2 separate regions of the Mus musculus genome follow, and region 1 is linked to region 2. The links are chromatin contacts, called in public Hi-C maps. All regions are on one chromosome and are shown on one strand. Each heading gives the region's core, a stretch centred on a gene start, on an enhancer-like site or on the middle of the called end of the contact. The rest is flanking DNA. Distances are from core to core; before and after follow the strand shown.

Evidence for each region. Hi-C and Micro-C count contacts between places; a contact is called where the count stands out from the background.
Region 1: a contact with region 2 is called in a Hi-C map of cortical neurons. The contact joins two enhancer-like sites. A contact is called at or near these places in 1 of 484 Hi-C or Micro-C datasets (cortical neurons), 1 of 115 datasets of contacts at active chromatin or transcription factors (embryonic hindbrain) and 1 of 9 other capture datasets (embryonic stem cells).

What each region holds. Positions count from the first base shown.
Region 1 is chr11:36,674,454-36,677,153 of GRCm38.p6, reverse strand. All of the region lies in intron 2 of Tenm2 (teneurin transmembrane protein 2), which reads left to right. Among named protein-coding and RNA genes, the nearest start is that of Gm51889, 22 kb to the left of the region's middle. Within about 2 kb of position 1,278, at least 8 of the 459 cell types and tissues checked have an H3K27ac peak or open chromatin away from gene starts, as enhancers often do. A contact at or near this core is called in cortical neurons, where this site is marked.
Region 2 is chr11:36,108,231-36,110,968 of GRCm38.p6, reverse strand. All of the region lies in intron 12 of Tenm2 (teneurin transmembrane protein 2), which reads left to right. Among named protein-coding and RNA genes, the nearest start is that of Gm42071, 5.4 kb to the right of the region's middle. Within about 2 kb of position 1,323, at least 41 of the 459 cell types and tissues checked have an H3K27ac peak or open chromatin away from gene starts, as enhancers often do. A contact at or near this core is called in cortical neurons, where this site is marked.

The sequences.
Region 1 (2,700 bases), core at 29-2,528, 570 kb before region 2:
AGGGAAGGGGGAAACATAATTCAATTGATACTGTTTTTGAACTCCAGGACTTAAGCCCTGGGAAGACAGATGGTATTTGAAATTTTTTCCTCTTTCTGAACTTCTGATGCGTTATAATAATTTCTCACCGGAGGTATCGGCAAAGGGCAGAGTTTATTTAAGTCTGGCTGCTTGGGTGTGTTTGGCTTGGCTCTTGTGGGTGAGGCGCATCTCGAATCTCCTGAACCTGAGGCAGGTTGACGGTTTCTAAATGGAGACTAAGTGTTGTCCCAAATGAAATATGAACTTAAAACATCAGGTGAGGGCACGCCTTAGAGAGGCATCCAGTAAATAATTAGGAGAACCGAGTTATGACAGTTTGGAGGGGGAGTTAACTCTGGAAGTGCTGTTGGATAAAGCTTTCTGGATTCGAGACCCCCTTAATGGCAGAGGGGGCTAATTAGAGACTCAAGTGGGAACTTTGATTTAAGCCCCCAAATCTAGGATACCTGTAGTGCTCTTCTAGAGGTAGCTTTAGGTGGACATTCCTTTTGTGCGCTATGAATGGGAACTCTGGATTGTATCTGGTGGCATTTCTCCTTTGACAAGCTCGGGGATGACGCTTTAAAGGGCTCGTATCTATTTTCACGGTGAACAAACAGAGACTATGCTCTATCCTTGAATCATCTCTCAGCACAGGGTGTTTGTGGCCGCAGATGTTGTTTTTAAAGTTTGGGCTATTTGCTGTTAATCTCACTTTTGGTGGATTTTGTTTTCATTGCCTCTGCTGTTAAAAAAAAAAAAAAAATGAAATTGTGACCGGCATGAATGAACTGATATTTGAGAATGGAGAAATATAATACAAATAAGCCAACTTTTGAAATTAAGCGTGACCAGAAATCTGAGTCCTATCCAGGTTTTTGACAAGCGTTACCCGACGTATTTAAGTTGGTTTTTAAATTACCTTGGTGGGCATAGGGGAAGTTCCTTACAAGTGTGCTGTTTGATTAAAGAGAATGCTTCCTGGGAAGGGAATATGGAAAGGTGATGGCCGTGCCTCTAGGCTTGGCCCTAGGAAAAACTGCCCTTCTATGGCTCTGTGGAGTTCAGTGAGCACAGAAAGATAGTATTTCACACATTTGTGTCGTGATAGAATGTTTTCTTGCTTAGTTTCCAAACTGGACTGGCTGTTTAACACCTCTATCTGGAGTATCTTGTGTTGCCAGACCCACCTAATGGCATCTTGTACATGCAGCTCATGGATTCAGCCTTGAGAGGGCATGGGGACAGGCTCGGTACTGGGCAAGGAGGAACAAGTGGAAAGTGGCTCTGGTCAGACAACGTCTGGACAACATCCAGAGTTTATCCCGGGTAGGAGTTTCCTGGGAAGGTCCCGGTACAGGTGCAGGCAAACGGAATTATTTTCTGTGGATTGAAGAGAGAGAGAGAGAGATGGGATCCAGGAAAAGCCATACAGCCATGGGATGCTGGGTAGATGTGTTGGTAGACACTGGCAAATTTAAAAAATAGCCTCACAGGTAGTTTTCCTCCTCTTCAACTTAAGAAACTTGACAGAATCATAAAGTGGCTTTCTTCAGAATTCTTTCTCTGTGCTGCCTTCTTGAATGAACTCTTTTCTGATTCTTGGTACACCTAAACATTGACGGCTTTTTTTTTTTCTTTCTTTTTCTTCTTCTCCCTCCACCGCTCCCCCCGGCAATTTTTTTCTAATGATAAGGATTATGCTTTAAAAGAGTGGTACGGGTTCAGAAAATATGCCCAGGTACCGTAACTTTATCACATATATTTTCTTCCTCTGTATATGAAAATGACTTCCTCAAGGTGAGGCAGTCATAAGTTTTAAATTATACCTTGTCCACTTACCACCACATGAGCCTCTGTCTCTCTCCTAGAAGGACACAGGACTAAAGTGCATGCAGAGAGTTGCCCTGTAACCCGGTGGCATCTCGGCTGGCTGGTGGCACTCTTTAGGGTAGATGGCAATCAGTGGTATCCCTACTCAAACTATCTGATTCATATAAATAGCATTTTTCTGACTTTTCCAGTAGATGTTGCTGGAGAGCAAAGAAAAGATTATTTCCACCCCCCACAGGAAAGAGAAGAAAAACTAGACTTACAAGAGGCAAAGAATCAGAGCCCTCTCTCCAAACTAATTTGCTAATTAATGAATTACATTGTATCATTACCTTTTATGTCTTTCTATAGAAAGCTATTCAAACTTGATTTAGATTTGTAAATGACAATTTGTCCTCCTTGGGCCCTATATATGATGTCTGTTTGCTGTTTTCCATTTTTGTTTTTGTTTTGTTTTGTTTTGTTTTAAATCAAGTTAGCTGCACATTGCTATTCAGAACATCCCATCCCTGAATGCAAAAACCCTTTAACATGCAAATATGATGTCAGAGGAAGAGCTGAAATAGAGTACCCGGAGAAGAGTAATGATCAAACGCATTATAAAAATATGCACCAGTTGCCAACAAGTAATGAAATATTAAGAAATTAAAAGCATGCAACCTCTAAAGTAATAGAATTTCATTGCTCTGAGACTGTTTTCCCACTGAATATTAAGTTCTTAATAGATGTACCAGTTAAAAAAACAAAACAAAAAACAAAAATCGAAAACCTACATGGTTTGTCAGTGAAGTTCTTTCATTATATGATGTTGAAAAATTAGCCCAATAGGATTTTCCTCAGAATGGG
Region 2 (2,738 bases), core at 74-2,573:
ACAGGAATGCCCAGCACAGCTATTTAATTGAGCACTGAGAAGTTCTAGGAAGACCATTCAAATTGTAGTTAGTAACAAAGGCCATAGGATACAACTCCCAAAGATGGACTCTTGGGATACATCCAGGCTATATCCAACTGTAGCATTTTGTCTAAGCTCAGTTAAGAGGTACACTCAGCCATGGTGATTGGAGCTAGCTCCAAGAGATGAGAGAGACAGTGGGAGGGGAGGGTCACTCCAAGGCTTCCGTCTCAGGAGTGGATGAGTTCAGGTGCCATTCATGGATGGAGGATACAGTTTAGTGAGAACAAAAGGAAAGAGGTTGGATTCCTCTGACTTGGAGTTGACCTTGAGTGAACAGACAGGGATGCTGACGTGAGAGCAGGGGTGTGTCCGGGGCTGGAGCTGAAAGGACTCAGGCATCACATAGCAGTATGGCTTTGGTTTGTGTAGAGATAACTGCATGCATCTGTGTGAGCTGGGGATAGAGTGTGAATTGACAAAATCAACCATGTTGCTGATGCCCTTGCAAGCTTTTCCTGAGAAGGAGGCATCTGCAGTTGGAGAAGAAGGCTCCTTCCACTTCTCGGCTGTTGAGGGAGATATAGATGGACAGGTAGAAATGAATCCTGTTCATTCAAGCCCTGTTAGTCTGAGACCAGGCCAGGCCCTTCGAACTCACAACCAACAACCATGGCTGAGATCTAATGAAGCCAGGGTTTTCGGCCTCAGTCCTGTTGACATTTGAACCTGTGCCGTTCTTGGAGGGTGGGGGTAGCATTCTCCTGTGCCTTTAGGATGTGGAATGGCATCCCTAGCCTCTACCCATGAGTTGTCAAGTGTTACTACCCCTAAAGATGACAATCAAAAATATCTCCAGACATTATCAGACATCCCCCAGAGAAAAAAGAGGAAAATCTTTTTATAAATCCTTTGTTAAGAACCACTGGTCCAGGGTCATGATAGAACCTGAAACCCCAGGCAGCCATCAGTTCCTTCTAGCTGAAGAAATAAGCATCCAAACAGGGGTGCCTTCCAGGAGTCTAAACCAGTCATTTAGAGGCAGGCGTTCGAGGAAATCCGAAAGCCAGCCTGAAACTCAGAAACTTGGATGCCCAAGTGTGAGCCCATAAGCCAATTCCAACTTCAGTCATAGCATCCTCTCCAGAGAAGAGCTGCCACCTGATGCCCATTTACCCTCCAGACTAATTACTTCCTAGGTTTTGTTTTTCCTTAAGCAGCAGCTGGCTTTGCACTTTACAAACACAAAGAGTCACCTCCTCAGAAGGCCACCAGCAGAATGAACTTGCGCTAGGGCTAGCTTGGGGTTGCCTAGCAACGCCACGCACCTACCAAGGCTGCTTTCTTCCTCTTCAAGCTAAAAGCAAAGTCCTGTCCATTAATTCCCAGCTGCCCTGAAACTTCTCAGAGATTTGCCAGCTCCCGCTGTTCCTGTTTTCATCTTCCTCGTAGGATGTGGCAAAAACTCGCTCCTCTGCCCTGTTTACCTCACTTCAGTTGGTCAGAATGAAAAGAGAAGGGGGGAGGCCTCATTCCATAGAAGAGCATACATATTTTGAGCACATATCTCTGACTGACATGCTGGGGCTCTTGGCAAATTTAAATTTTATGTGGTGGACGTGGGTTTCCTACACAATGAATCTTCTGTTGAGACTCTGGGCGTGATTTCAGTGAGACAGGAGGCCTCAAAGTAGCTAAACAGCAAAGCACACATACCAGAAACCGTGTTGAGTAAACGTTCAGAGGCCTGTCATTTAGGGCATTCTCTGTGATCTTTTCCCCCACACTCTGCTGGTGGTAACTGTAAGGCAGAAGGTGGTGGCAGATTGACCACGATCTCGTTGTTTTTTTGTTTTTGTTTTTGTTTTCTCTGAGAACTCATCCAATGTCTCTCAGGCTTTTCCTCCTGAGCTCCATTTTGCTCCCACAGAAATGTTTGTGGCATATCTCTGGAAGTGAGGGAAGCTTCCCTTGGGGCACTGCCTCAGGATGTGAGCAGGAGAGACATCAGCGGTTCCCCAGGCAGGGCCTCAGATACCTCATTGGTAAGGAAAGATGCAAGATCCTGAGCTGGACTTTGTTGTAAGGGGAGGCATGGAGACCAGGATGTGTATGTGTGGACATTGCTAGAGTTAGCACCAAACCAGACGCCCTGCTCCAGGGCTCCTTGTTTCCTCCTCAGCACAGCTGCCTCCCTGAGACTACCCCCAGAGAACTTCCCTGTTGGCATACTCTTCATTCTGATCCTAATCTTCGCAGGATGGGAGGGAGCAAGCCGAGACATTTCCTAAAGCAGTCAAACTCAACTGTGGGTCCGATGACCTTTCTCCTTAGGAGGAGTCACACCACTGACACATGCGCAAATTAGGTTTCTCAGCACCCACATGAGGGGTGCTTGAGGGAAGAGAGGCTGGATGCCAGGTGAAGGCCTTTGGAAAGCCGGGGAGAGATGCACACTTTGATTCGCAGGAAGGTTCCAGATCAGTTACCACTATGGTTAGAAAGCTCTTTGATCTCAGCCTGGCATGCATTGGTGTAGTTTAAAAAAACAGATTCAGAAATGGAAGTGGCCACGGAGGGAGAGAGCATTTTCAGGATGTGCAGATAGTTACTTACAGGGACAATTAAATTAATGGTCATTGGAGTATATTTAAATGAAGCAAGGAAATACAGCTCCAACTGCACAACTCTATAACTTTCCCAAGTGTCATTGTGGT